Regions from separate parts of the Triticum aestivum genome. Here region 2 is linked to region 1. Evidence: chromatin contacts called from public Hi-C data. All regions are on one chromosome and are shown on one strand. The core of a region is the stretch at or near the end of the contact, and the rest is flanking DNA. Distances in the headings are between cores, read along the strand shown.

The links. Hi-C and Micro-C count contacts between places; a contact is called where the count stands out from the background.
Region 2: a Hi-C map of leaf shows a contact between it and region 1, with 2.4 times the contacts expected there. The contact joins the promoter of LOC123121650 here to the promoter of LOC123121647 in region 1. A contact is called at or near these places in 2 of 5 Hi-C or Micro-C datasets (both in leaf).

Annotation. Positions count from the first base shown.
Region 1 is chr5D:344,160,410-344,167,868 of IWGSC CS RefSeq v2.1, reverse strand. It overlaps LOC123121647 (ATP-dependent 6-phosphofructokinase 5, chloroplastic), which reads right to left and starts at 3,820. Exons shown (of 16, transcript XM_044541662.1): 1 at 3,577-3,820; 2 at 2,098-2,431; 3 at 1,912-1,993; 4 at 1,475-1,548; 5 at 1,178-1,289; 6 at 927-1,022; 7 at 738-839; 8 at 584-658; 9 at 1-116. The coding sequence starts at 2,408.
Region 2 is chr5D:344,536,571-344,543,950 of IWGSC CS RefSeq v2.1, reverse strand. It overlaps LOC123121650 (probable methyltransferase PMT2), which reads left to right and starts at 5,991. Exons shown (of 7, transcript XM_044541666.1): 1 at 5,991-6,356; 2 at 6,732-7,380. The coding sequence starts at 6,740.

The sequences.
Region 1 (7,459 bases), core at 2,571-5,070:
CGTTGAGCTTCTTCAACAGCTGTGTCAAAACCAAAAGTCTTATCCATGAAAAGTATATCATTGTCAATTGTCTTTGGAACAGCTACAACTGAAACTTTCAGTTTTCTCTTACGGCACTGCAAACCAGAACAAAGAATTAAACTAAGCATGAACAGCCACATCCCATTAAACACATACTTATGTGTGTTTCTTCAGTAGAAGATCTGTCAGAATACAAAGATTTAACATAGCAAATGTAATGCACAACGTTGTAACAGTATGTACTTCTATGAAAAATTTATCATTAAGAATCACGCGTATTGGGTGTACTTTGGGCACAACCAGAGAAGTAACATGTGCTGATTAGGGAAAAGGCATCCCTATGTTTTCTCAATACTGTTTCATTTTTGCTGCAAACAATGGGCTTTGTATTCTCAGGTAATTGGTATAACCTCTACCATTAGGTTGTATAAGAGTCAGATTACTGTGCTATACTTGACATGGAAATAGAACTAAATGCTCCTTTATCCAATCATGTCCAAAAGTACATCAATGACGCCTATGATAAAAATAAAGAAAGGAACTCCAATAGAGACGTAATAACCTCCTCGTGAATAGCATTAGCTCCAGCATGGCTACCATTTCCTCCGATTACAAATAGCATATCGATTCTTCTGGCCTACAAACACAGGATGATCATGTAAAATAATAATGAAGCATCAACACAGAACATCACCTCTTTTATTCACATTGCTTACCTGTATGCTATCTACAATTTCACTAGTTTTAGCTCCTCCACGGGAGACACCGAGGAAGCTTCCACCAGCAAGATTTATGTTCTCCACCACATCACGTGAAAGCTGAAGGTTGAAACCAAAATGTAATTCCACGGTATAATGAACATCAACTTCCTCACAACATCAAGCGAATGGGGGATGCATCCTTACCGGCATTTCTTTTAAGCCTTTTTCAAAAAATCCACGATAACCAAACTGAATTCCGACAATATTCTTCACCCCATAGATCTCCAGGGTAAATACTATCTGGAAATACAATTTACATTTGATCAATATTGTCAAGAGGTTGTGGAACCAAGATTTAGACACAAGAAATATTTTTAATAAGGCACACCACTTATTTAAACTTCAGGCATGTAAAGAAGAAGCCAATTTCTTGAACGACATTGAAAGGACAATACCTGTCTAATGACATCATTTAAACCAGGGCAGAGCCCTCCACAGGTAACAATGGCTGCTTTTACTTCCTCTGGCTCATAGTATATTTCCTTACGAGGCCCTGCACGATGCACCCTATAAAAAGCAAATACCACTGGCTCATCAATTCCCCCTTCTTGAAAGATAGAATCACGAGAATATAGCAATTGAATCAAATGACAAATGCAAAAACTCAGATAAGCTAACATTTTTTCATATAATTTGATGATAAAAGGTAATGTATATCACAGAAAAGACAAACCAACTGCATCAGAGCGTACCAATGTTCCACCCAGCTACAATCAGGATCAATGCACACAGCTCCAGCAGAAGTATTAGAGGCATAGTTAATCACCTGGAGAAACATACTGTGTAATTATAAATACAAACAGTAAGGAAAAAGGTAAGGCTTCTTTAGTCGAAGGTTCAAAGAAAAAAAACATTTTAACTGAAGCACATTATTGGTACTATCTAAAGTAATGTTCGGCAGTTTACAAAGAGAAGAAGTTTGCACGAAGTCGGCACATTCAACCTTACAAAATACATTAATGAATTCATGAATAAGCAAATGATACATGGTACCACTAACTGTCTCGTGACATAATTAATTCTTCCTTAGTTTCCCTGAGGTACATCTCGAGACTAGGCTTTCTTCATGTATTATCTTACAAATCCTACGGAAAACAATTAGCTCACATCATATGATCTCATTACTGACCTTCAGAAGTGCTCTATCATCCTTATTTACATAGCCATTCCACTTGTCAGGTGATGAAGCATCGCTAGCGCCCAGGGGACTTCTGTCAGTAACATATGTTCTTTGTAAAATAAGAGAGATAGATACAGCTTTATGTTTTCAGAATACATAACAAACCAGTTATAGATGAAGCGAATAGGAAGGAACCTGTTTTTCTTCAGAGAAAATGTAGTGAGCCTTGGCTCTAAATCAAATACATCTGTAATATGTGGCAAACTAAAACGCCTATCCCAGTCTTCCTGATACTTTTGCTTCCAAGAAGGATCACCGAAATCCAGGTCTAAGTTCCCAGGAATAGCTCTGGCATGCAGTGCAGCAGAGCCTTTTCTGCTCTTTCGTTCATTTAAGTGAGTGAAACCATGCTGACACTGATCCCTGGTTGGATGCCCCCACAGCTGTTGTGCAGTACAAGCACTCGTGCTTGCTTTGAAAGCAATGGCCATCCCAGATAAGGGCATGAAAATAACAGTGGACCCCTAATCTGCAGTAGAAATTTATGTAGGCTGAGTACTTCATCCCTCCTCAAGCAAAAGTGAAAAGGAGAGGTAAAAGCAGCCTGTAGGATTAAGGGCCTGTTTGGTTCCAAATAAGTCACCAACTTATAAGTCAAAAAGTGAAAAAAGTGACTTATTTTGCCAAACAAACCCAACTTATAAGTCACCCCAACTTATAAGTCATAAGTTGCTCTACCCCAACTTAAAACTTATAAGTCACCTCCTTTTGCATGGGTCCCACCACCTTTACATAAAAAAACAGGGTGGAAAGGTGTGGTCAGGTGACTTATAAGTCAGGCGACAACCAAACAGGCGTGATTTATAAGTCATTGGTTTTAAGTCACCTGACTTATAAGTCAGGTGACTTATTGGAACCAAACAGGCCCTAACTGGAATCGAAATGCTGAGACGGTTCCATAGAAAAATAATCACAGATCCACAGAATCATTTAAAAGTGAATTCAACATTACAGGGCCAGTTGGGCCAATTCCACCTCTAGGAACCAGCAAACTCTAGTCAACCAGCTCACAGATACTGAACCAGAAAACCCTACGAAACACATCATAAGAGCATTCGTGCAGTCTACTCATGAATCATGATCATCTACTCCAACAATACAAGCACGGCACATTAAAACCGAACCAGGCACGCAAAAATCCAACCAACTACACACGTGCCTTTGCCGACCACAACCCACACATGCGACGAAGGTACATTGAGTCAGATTCTACGGTACCACCAAACACCATCAAAAGTTCAGAACGCCTATGAACAACACGAATGAGACACCGTCCTAAGATATCACACCCGCTCTGCGTGCATTCCGCGCTCGAAACTCGCAGAGTAGACAGCGAGATACGAACCAAATCGGATAGATTCCGGATGGCCAAACCAACCGGCCTTCCAATTGAAACCCCAAGCTCCCTTCCCCTTCAAACTCCGGTACCCTCCCAAACATTTCTAGCCGGCGGGGCCATCCAGAGCACATGCCGATGGCGGGACCGAGTTGCCCCCACGGATGGCAAGACGAGACCGCCGCGTTCGTCTCCTCACGAGTGGAGCTGGGGCCTGCCTGGGGATCCACCGGGCGGAGGCGCGCGGGGTGGGGATTTGGGGATGAGCGGCGGCTTACCTGCGGCCACGGATTGAGACGGCGAGATGAATCGGGGTGAGCTCTGGTGCCTCTCCTCCGGCCTCCGGGCTTTGGACTTTTGGAGCCGCTCCACGCTTCACCGAGGGATTGATTCGGGCGCGGCGGAGAATCGGAGGGGAGCGGACGGCGGGCGAGGGGGCCGGTCTGCCAGGTGGCGTAGGGGTGCCTCGGTGGGCTCGGTGTATTGACGGATGCACGTGTTCGGGCACTGGATTGGTGGCGTTTTTCTCGGGGACCGGTCCACAAGGTGTCGAGACATTTTCGTTTTTTTCTCTTTTTATTATTTTGCGAGGTAGTTTCTTTTTTAGGGATCATTTGCGGGGTAGTGGCACCAGCCGTTTGATCAGCCCATCACAAGAATGGTCAGTATTTCTCGGCCCTGCTGGAAACCGCTATTTGGGTTCCATTTTTATTCTTTCTGATGATCCATTTGGGCTCCTTTTCTCATACGAAAGGCTCGATCCAGCACAAGTTCAGTTGGATCTTGTAGTAGAAAAGGAAAATAATGGTAATAATCGGACGACCGATTACACTCATGCATAGGTCGCCCATGCTTGCTCCACGTCTCCCCCCGTGGGTCCGGCGAACCGTCCATCTTTCTCATTGTCTCCACCTAAATTTCTCTCGTCTACTCTTTGTTTCTCTCCCATCATGAAGCCACCTTCCCCTCAGCTTTTTTATCTTCTCCCTGAGTAATCCCTCGGCCACTCCTCTTCCGTGTGAGTAAAGTCGCATTGTTGTAAAGTCGCCAACTACCCTCGATAATCTCTCGCCTCTTCTATCTCCTCCGTGTGTGCGGTGACATGGTGTTGCAAGGGAGCTCGCAACGACTGTGTGAGGCTGCTGCGATAGTGGGGGCGGGGTATTGTGATCGGCCATGGGAGTGCTACGACCATCGTTGTCCGGAACTGCAAAGGGGGAAGCGTTAAACTGTTGCACGCCGGCCACGACGTGCTTCAAACCGGCAATGGCAGTGTTGTGATTGTGGTTGGTTGTTGCTACAAGGACGACGCCACCGCAAAAGACTACACAAGAAACGACGGCCATAAGTGTTGCGACAACGACGACCTGCCATCAGGTGCTGCAAACGGTACATGTTTGTGTTGGAGACGACATCCAACTGATGTTGGGTGCTGCAAGCGGCAACCACCGGTGCTGGAGACGATGACCACCATTGCATGCGGCTGATACATCTCAAACGCATATATAATATTTTATTGTTTCCAAGCATTGATACACCGTTTTACTCACTTTTACTATTGTTTACCTTGTTGTCCTATTTTATTTCAAAAATACAAAAATATTGTTTCGTCCAAACTATCAGTCTATCATCAAAATTTTCAATCTCTTAGTCAAAATAGTGAACCTATACAACTTACAATTGTATTAGGTTCGTTAGGAACAAGAGACTACTTGTATTTCGTTGCGGGCTTGCTTGAGAGGGGAATACCTTTGACGGATTGATAAAACCATACGTTCCAGTTGAGAAAAATTTGATGTCATCCTATTGAAGGAAATATGCCCTAGAGGCAATAATAAAGTTGTTATTTATATTTCCTTATATCATGATAAATGTTTATTATTCATGCTAGAATTGTATTAATCGGAAACTTGATACATGTGTGAATACATAGACAAAACACAGTGTCCCTAGTATGCCTCTACTAGACTAGCTCGTTAATCAAAGATGGTTAAGTTTCCTAACTATAGACATGTGTTATCATTTGATTAACGGGATCACATCATTAGGAGAATGATGTGATGGACAAGACCCATACGTTAGCTTAGCATAATGATCGTTAAGTTTTATTACTATTTCTTTCTTCATGACTTATACATATTCCTTTGACTATGAGATTATGCAACTCCCGAATACCGGAGGAATACCTTGTGTGCTATCAAACGTCACAACGTAATTGGGTGATTATAAAGATGCTCTACAGGTATCTCCGAAGGTGTTTGTTGGGTTGGCATAGATCGAGATTAGGATTTGTCACTCCGAGTATCGGAGAGGTATCTCTGGGCCCTCTCGGTAATGCATATCATGATAAGCCTTGCAAGCAATGTGACTAATGAGTTAGTTGCGGGATGATGCATTACGGAATGAGTAAAGAGACTTGCCGGTAACGAGATTGAACTAGGTATGAAGATACCGACGATCGAATCTCGGGCAAGTAACATAACGATGACAAAGGGAATTACGTATGTTGTCATTACGGTTTGACCGATAAAGATCTTCGTATAATATGTACGAACCAATATGAGCATCCAGGTTCCGCTGTTGGTTATTGACCGGAGATGTGTCTCGGTCATGTCTACATAGTTCTCGAACCCGTAGGGTCCGCACGCTTAACGTTCGATGACGATTTGTATTATGAGTTATGTGATTTGGTGACCGAATGTTGTTCAGAGTCCCGGATGAGATCACGGACATGACGAGGAGTCTCTAAATGGTCGAGAGGTAAAGATTGATATATTGGATGATAGTATTCGGACACCAGAAGTGTTTCGGAATGTATCAGGTACATATCGGAGTACCAGGGAGGTTACCGGAACCCCCGGGGGAAGATATGGGCCATAGGAGGGAGGCAAACCAACCCACATAGGGGTGTCGCCCCCCCCCCCCCCAAGGGAGGAGTCTGAATTGGACAAGGGGAGGGGGCGGCGCCCCCCTTTCCTTCTCCCTCTCTCTGTCCTTCCCCCTTTCCCCCTCCGATAAAAGGAAGGGGGGCGAATCCTACTAGGAGCCCAAGTGGGACTCCTCCCACTTGGGGCGCGCCTAGGGCCGGTCTCTTGCCCTCTCCCTCATTTATATACGGGGGTGGGGGCGCCTCTAACACACATCAATTGTTCCAAGCCGTGTGCGGCGCTCCTCCACAGTTTACGCCTCCGGTCATATTCACGTAATGCTTAGGCGAAGCCCTGCGCGGATCACTTCACCATCACCGTCACCACGCCATCGTGCTGACGGAAATCTCCCTCGACACTTTGCTGGATCAAGAGTTCGAGGGACTTCATCGAGCTGAACGTGTGCAGAACTCGGAGGTGTCGTACGTTTGGTGCTTGATCAGTTGGATCGAGAAGACAAACGCTTCCGCTTTCAATCTACGAGGGTACATGGACACACTCTCCCCCTCTCGTTGCTATGCATCTCCTAGATAGATCTTGCGTGATCGTAGGAATTTTTTTTAAATTGCATGCTATGTTCCCCAACAGTGGTATCAGAGCCAGGTCTATGTGTAGATGATATGCACGAGTAGAACACAAAGAGTTGTGGGCGATGATAGTCATACTGCTTACCACCAACGTCTTATTTTGATTCTGCGGTATTGTTGGATGAAGCGGCCCAGACCAACCTTACATGACCACGTTCATGAGACCGGTTCCACCGACAGACATGCAACTTGTTTTGCATAAAGGTGGCTAGCGGGTGTCTATTTCTCCAACTTTAATTGAATCGAATTTGACTACGACCAGTCCTTATTGAAGGTTAAAACAGCAAACTTGACGAAACATCATTGTGGTTTTGATGCGTAGGTAAGAACGGTTCTTACTAGAAGCCCGTAGCAGCCATGTAAAACTTGCAACAACAAAGTAGAGAACGTCTAACTTGTCTTTACAGGACATGTTGTGATGTGATATGGTCAAGACATGATGTGATATACGTTATTGTATCAGATGACATGTTTTGTAAAAGTTATCGGCAACTGGCAGGAGCCTTATGGTTGTCGCTTTTGTATGAAATGCAATCACCATGTAATTTCTTTACTTTATCATATGCGTTAGCGATAGTTGTAGAAGCAATAGTTGGCGAGACGACAACGACGCTACGATGGAGATCAAGGTGTCAAGCCGGTGACGA
Region 2 (7,380 bases), core at 4,742-7,241, 370 kb before region 1:
TGGCCGAATCTGGGAGAGTACGACATCCACATACGGAATGGCTGGGGCTTCGCCGACAAGGTTCCGACAAGACCCGGATGACTTTTGAGGGGGGGGGGGGGGGGGTACAATGGCAACTTCGAGAGTGAGAGATAGATAGCGCCGGAGGAGGAAAGGGTCGTGAAAAGGCAAATTTTAGCATGGTTCCTCTTACCTTCCTTTTTCACATGAGAGGTAAGAGTACATAATACATCTAAGCCATTGATTTGATTAACTAGTGGTATGATTAATTCTTATCTAACCTCTCATGTGAAAAGAGAGGGTAAAAGGAAGCATGTTAAAATTATTCGTGTCGGACATGGATGTTGGAGTCCAACATGGTGGACATCTTGACTCCATAGGGCTCCCTTGATTTGGAGCAGGTTTGTGGGCTTTCATATGTTCGGACTAGTCCCGACCAATTTGATGATCTGCATTGAACGAATAAATGAGATGCCACAACCAACGATGGAACCTCCAATTTGCCGAATTTTGCGGCAAATAGAACAGCAACACACACAGGGAAGCCCCGACTAGGCTGGACCATCAGCAAGTGCGACGCACGACACTGTAGCGAGTTTTTTTGCACCATGGGTAGTTATTATTTTTCGCATTGCATTGTCGTCTTTACTGCAGCAGTCCAACAACAGTAACGCCCAGTTCACTACAACGGTCCAGCTACTGAACCAAGCACAGTAGGATTTTTTTTTCTTGTTTTCAACATTTTTTTTGGAAAACACAGACATTATTAAAATTCCAAAAAATTCAAAAGCATGAAAGTTTTTTGAATTTTGAAACAAAATTTGGAAACAAGAGCTATTTTTGAAATTCTAAACAATCTCTGAAAACCTGAATAGTTTTTGAAATTCTTGAATATCTTTTTAACACACACATGTTTGTATTTCTGAACAAAATTTGAGAATGGGAACAAACTTTGAAAAATTCAAACATTTAAAGTAAATCCCAAACAGTTTTCGGAAACATGAAGATTTTTGTATCTATGAAGCAAAATCGAGAACATGAATATTTTTTGAAATTCTGAATATTTGTATGAAAAGGTCATTTTCCGAAAAAATTAAAAAAATTCAAGAACATTAATATTTTTTTTTATTTTTTTGCAAAATATTTAAATTTTTGTAAGCATAAATAAAATTAACAAGTGAAAAATTAAAAAAACATAAACAGAAAAATGAAAAGGAGAAAAAATAACCTAGAAAATCGGGTTTTGAACTCAAGACCTCTTGGCTCGGATGTTGAATTCATACTCCAGCCAACTCATACAAAAGTCCAAACTGATGGAGGGAGGCGGGCAATATATTTCAACGCTCCCCTCAAGTCTAGGCTATTTTAATATATTTCCCACCTCTGAGGGGAGTGTTGACGTATAAATGTGTTGCCTAGTCTCTTCTATTAGTTCGGTCTTTTGGTTGCATTCGCTAGAGCATGCACTTCTACATGGTATCAGAGCCAAGAGGTCTCGAGTTCAAGACCCGGCTGGCGCAATTAAATTGTAGCCCATTTTCGGTCCACGTTTAGGCCTGAGGGAGCCACACGTGAGGGGGAGTGTTAACATATAGTGTGCCACCTAGTCTTTTCCATAAGATCGGTCTTTTGGTTGTATTGGATAGAGCATGCACTTCTACAAAAATGGGCCTGCCTATTTACTCGCCATATGCGCTTGTCCCTTTGCGAAGCGTGTCCAATTCTAAGCATTGTGTGTCACATAGGATTCACGGCAAAGTGCTGGCGGAACAAATTCGCGCCCCCGCTTGGACCTTTTTTTACATTATTCTTTATTGCAAGGTGATCACTATAGTATTGAAGAAAATATGCCTTAGAGGCAATAATAAAGTTGTTATTTATATTTCCTTATATCATGATAAATGTTTATTATTCATGCTAGAATTGTATTAACCGGAAACTTAGTACATGTGTGAATACATAGACAAACAAAGTGTCACTAGTATGCCTCTACTTGACTAGCTCGTTGAATCAAAGATGGTTAAGTTTCCTAGCCATAGACATGAGTTGTCATTTGATTAACGGGATCACATCATTAGAGAATGATGTGATTGACTTGACCCATTCCGTTAGCTTAGCACTTGATCGTTTTAGTTTACTGTTATTGCTTTCTTCATGACTTATACATGTTCCTATAACTATGAGATTATGCAACTCCCGATTACCGGAGAACACTTTGTGTGCTACCAAACATCACAACGTAACCGGGTGATTATAAAGGTGCTCTACAGGTGTCTCCGATGGTACTTGTTGAGTTGGCATAGATCGAGATTAGGATTTGTCACTCCGATTGTCGGAGAGGTATCTCTAGGCCCTCTCGGTAATGCACATCACTATAAGCCTTGCAAGCAATGTGACTAATGAGTTAGTTGCGGGATGATGCATTACGGAACGAGTAAAGAGATTTGCCGGTAACGAGATTGAGCTAGGTATTGAGATACCGACGTGGAATCTCAGGCAAGTAACATACTGATGACAAATGGAACAACGTATGCTGTTATGCGGTTTGACCGATAAAGATCTTCGTAGAATATGTAGGAACCAATATGAGCATCCAGGTTCCGCTATTGGTTATTGACCGGAGACGTGTCTCGGTCATGTCTACATAGTTTTCGAACCCGTAGGGTCCGCACGCTTAACGTTCGGCGACGATCGGTATTATGAGTTTATGTGTTTTGATGTACCGAAGGTAGTTCGGAGTCCCGGATATGATCACGGACATGACGAGGAGTCTCGAAATGGTCGAGACATAAAGATCGATATATCAGACGACTATATTTGGGCATCGGAATGGTTCTTGATGAGATCGGGAATATACCGGAGCACCGGGAGGTTACCGGAACCCCCCGGAAGGTATATGGGCCTAATTGGGCCTTAGTGGAAAAGAGGGGAAAGGAGCAAAGGAGGGGGCGACCCCCCCCCCCAAGCCCAATCCGAATTGGGAGGGGGCCGGCCCCCCTTTCCTTCCTCCCTCCTTCTCCTTCCTTCTCTCCTAGTCCAACTAGGGAAGGAGGGGAATCCTACTCCCAGTGGGAGTAGGAATCCCCTTGGGGCGCGCCTAGGAGGGCCGGCCCCTCCCCCTCCTCCACTCCTTTATATACGGGGGAGGGGGGCACACCATAGACACACAAGTTGATCAGTTGATCTTTTAGCCGTGTGCGGTGCCCCCTCCACCATAATCCACCTCGGTCATATCGTAGCGGTGCTTAGGCGAAGCCCTGCGTCGGTAACTTCATCATCACCGTCATCACGCCGTCGTGCTGACGAAGCTCTCCCTCGAAGCTCTACTGGATCGTGAGTTCGTGGGACGTCGCCGAGTTGAACGTGTGCAGTCCGCGGAGGTGCCGTACCTTCGGTGCTAGGATCGGTCGATCGTGAAGACGTACGACTACATTAACCGCGTTGTCATAACGCTTCCGCTTTCGGTCTACGAGGGTATGTGGACAACACTCTCCACTCTCATTGCTATGCATCACCATGATTTTGCGTGTGCGTAGGATTTTTTTAAAATTACTACGTTTCCCAACAAGTATCTTATATAAGAGTATAAACAATGTCTATGGATGGATCTTTCATCCATCCCGCACACATCTTATTTCTAGTTAGTTTGGCTAAATCATGTGCAACACAAATTAGCCTCTCTAGAAGTATGCTAAAAAATAATATGCGAAAAGTCACACGCAAGATGATATGTGAGAATCATGGGCCGCACAATTAGTATATCATGAAAAATTGTCGCTGACGGGCCGAAAGAGCGACCTCCGTTCTTCAGTGTCTCTATTAGCTCGATCTTGTCGGAGCTCATCTCCATGCAATTATACCCCGATTGTAGTTGCCAAATTAAGACCAAACCGTAAGTCCAGTGCCTCGGCCATGAGCACATCTTCACACCAATCGATTTTCCGTTTTCTGCCGCGAAGAATTTGCCATTAAAGTCGCTGATAACAGCATCATACAAGCCCTTGAATAAGTCTGGGTCAAAATCTTCATTCACATTTAGCTTTACATAGTTCCTCCTCTGCCTTTTCTGTTGCTGCTCGGGCATTCTTCGCTAGCTGGACCGACGCACTCGTTTTTCTTATTTGCGGGTTGACGAACGCACTCACCGACGGGCTCGCGCCGCGCCGGACGTCGGCGGTCGATCAGTTCAAACCCCACCGTGCTCACGAGGCGCGCTGCACGCTCATGCTCGCCAACCAAACCCACTCACTGTCACTGCCTCACTACTCACTCGGTACCCAGTGGGCACGTGACCCCATAAGTGCTGGTCACCGGCCAGGGACCCCACACGATTTAAGTTCGTGCGTTGGTTCTAGAAAAAAAAGTTCGTGCGTTGGCGCGTTTGGTTAGGTCACGGTGCAATTTCATTGTACTGGACCAGGAGCAGGCAAGTCAAAGCGTATGTGAGTTTTTTCTTACCTCCACATTATTGGTACGGATGCCGGATCCTTGTACCCTAAGAAAGAATTAAAAAATACAAGAAAAAATGTACGTACCTCTACAAACGGAGAGCCAGAGTTGCTCTAAACAAACGCGTGGCCCTTGACTAACCCGAACCCGTTCCCAAATATAGTAAACATATTTTTAATTTTTTATAAGTCAAACTTAGCAAAAATTGATCACATTTATAAGATTTTTTGAGTGAATTTCATTTTTTTAACCTCCTAGATTCATGTTCGTGACATCAACCACCCATTTAGCATTACCTTTCCACACTTTTATCCAATTCAAACAAACTTATGCACAAATTATTATTATAGTTGATCCAATGCTCGCTGTGCTTGCCACGGTCGTTGATTTAGTTTTACCCTTTGCCTTTTTAATGGCCTGCTTCAGTTTTGGGTTGATCGAACGAAACCCAACCACGTCCAGGCGCACTTAGCCCAACCGCACCTCCCACCTAGTTGAGACCCACCCAACCCAAACGTGCACCCCCACCCGGCGAGCCGCACCTAGCCGAGCGCCCCCGCCTGGTCCAACTGCGTACAACCATTCCCCCCCTCCTTTCTTTCCTTCTCTTTTGCTCCCTTCGTATCTTCTTTTTCGGCGATGGAGCAGCCGAGGCAATCTTGGTGACCGCCGACGGTTTGTGGAGCACATGCATCGAGTGGTAGCCTCCAATATCCCCTATCTCTTGCTCCTCTACAACCTTTCAACGCTTGTTCTATTTTGAGACGAAAATGAGATATTTTGGCCGGCCAGGGATGGTTTTTATTGAGAAGTTGATTTTCTTGGGGGAGGGGTTGAGCACTTGTAAGGTTCAGATCATTCATGGTGCGTGTTGCCGCCTGTCTAATTTGACTCTTAATTATTAGATATACACATTAATTTTCATACATTTGTTTGCATTGTTTTGAATTATTTTCCATCCTGATAGCTTGTGCTTGTCTCCTTCATTTTAACTATATGTAACTGAAGAGTGTTATCAAGTTGTTTGCCAAAGAATTAGTGTTTGAGTTTTTTTTCTTCTTAGGTCTAATAGATTTGTGGTTGGTTCGAGCTGTGGAATTAAGTCCTGGTGCTTGCATTTATTCTGGATTTATTTCAGGATATCCGGTGATGCACGTTCAGTGGGAGATGACGTTTCCGTCGACTGCGAGACGTCTACGGTTACTTCGTAAAATCTCAAGATAATATGCTGGCTCAGTCTCTCGGAAGTGCTCATAGGGGTAGGGTGTGCGTGTGTGCGTTCATACGGTTAGTGTATGCGAGTATATATGAGCGCCTGCGTCTGTACTGCATTAAAAAAAGTGTATGAGTACCCACAAAAAGAAAGTGTATGAGATTTAAATTTAAATGGTTAATGCAAAAAGAAGAGTATCTTCCAGTCGTTTTTTTTTGAGAATCTTCCAGTCGGGTAAACGGGCGTGCTTGATCCGCGAACCCCGTAGGGCGGCAGAAGACAGATCTGTATCCACGAAAGCGACGGCCCCAAAGCCCAGGATTTCTATCGCCTTTCCGCTTTATTCTCCCCAGAAATCCAACGGCGAAAACATACTCCCTCGCTTCTCCCCGACCCGTCGGTGGAGGTGGAGCAGAACTGTCAAGCTCGGGGTTGGGCGAATCCCCACCGCCCTCGGAAAATCGGGGGAAACGCTGCTCTAAAACCCCGAGATTTTGGCCCCGGGTTCTCTCCCAGCCGTTGCAGAAGCTGCCGTTCGCCTAGGAGCTGGCGGTAACCCGGGATCCGGCCGGCGAGCCATTCTCCTCCGCGAGCAGCTGCTCACGCCTCAAGCCCTCTACGGCAGCTTCCGCAGTTCCGAGCTCCGTCCTTCCTCCCGTCGCGGCATCGCAATCTTTCGCCATTGGGTTGTGAGGTATGAGCTTGTTTTGTTTTTATCCCGTGGTTAGTCCCCCCCTCCACTGATCCCGACGCCAAGATCCGCCCCTGTGAGCCTCGCGCTTCACTCCTTCTGCTGGGTGCTGGCGACATGTGTGGGATTTTAGAGATCTGTTGTTTCAACAATTTTGGTGAAGTTTGGTGGTTAGGATACACTGATGTGATACACGAAAGCCACATGCTTTCTTTCCTGTTTATTATCGTCCGTCTATGATTGCCTCAGGTGAAATTGCGGTTCCCCGCAAAAAAAAAAAAGACTTGAAATTGCGGCTGCAGCAGATTTAGGAAAAATTATATGTAATGGACCATAATTAGTAAAAAAAGACAATCTTATTCAGTGTGCAATTCTCAGGATAAACCATGGCCGTCAAGGGGGGTCCTGCGGACAACAGGACTAGAAGCATCGTGTCTATATGCATAGTGATTGGCTTGTGCTGCTTCTTCTACATCCTCGGGGCGTGGCAGAAGAGTGGCTTCGGAAAGGGGGACAGCATTGCCCTGGAGATCACGAAGCGGACCGATTGCACCATCTTACCCAACCTCAGCTTCGACACACACCATTCCAAACAAGGCAGCTCCGGCGATCTTGTTTCGCCGGTGAAGAAGTTTAAGCCATGCCCGGACCGCTTCACGGACTATACACCTTGCCAAGATCAAAACAGAGCTATGAAATTTCCTCGGGAGAACATGAATTACAGAGAGCGGCACTGCCCACCGCAGAAAGAAAAGCTGCACTGCCTGGTACCACCCCCTAAGGGATATGTTGCTCCATTCCCATGGCCCAAAAGTCGGGACTATGTTCCTTTCGCAAATTGCCCCTATAAGAGCTTGACGGTCGAGAAAGCCATACAGAACTGGGTGCAGTACGAGGGCAACGTCTTCAGATTCCCTGGTGGAGGGACACAGTTCCCTCAAGGTGCTGATAAGTACATTGATCAACTGGCGTCAGTTATACCGATTGCCAACGGAACCGTCAGGACTGCATTGGACACTGGTTGCGG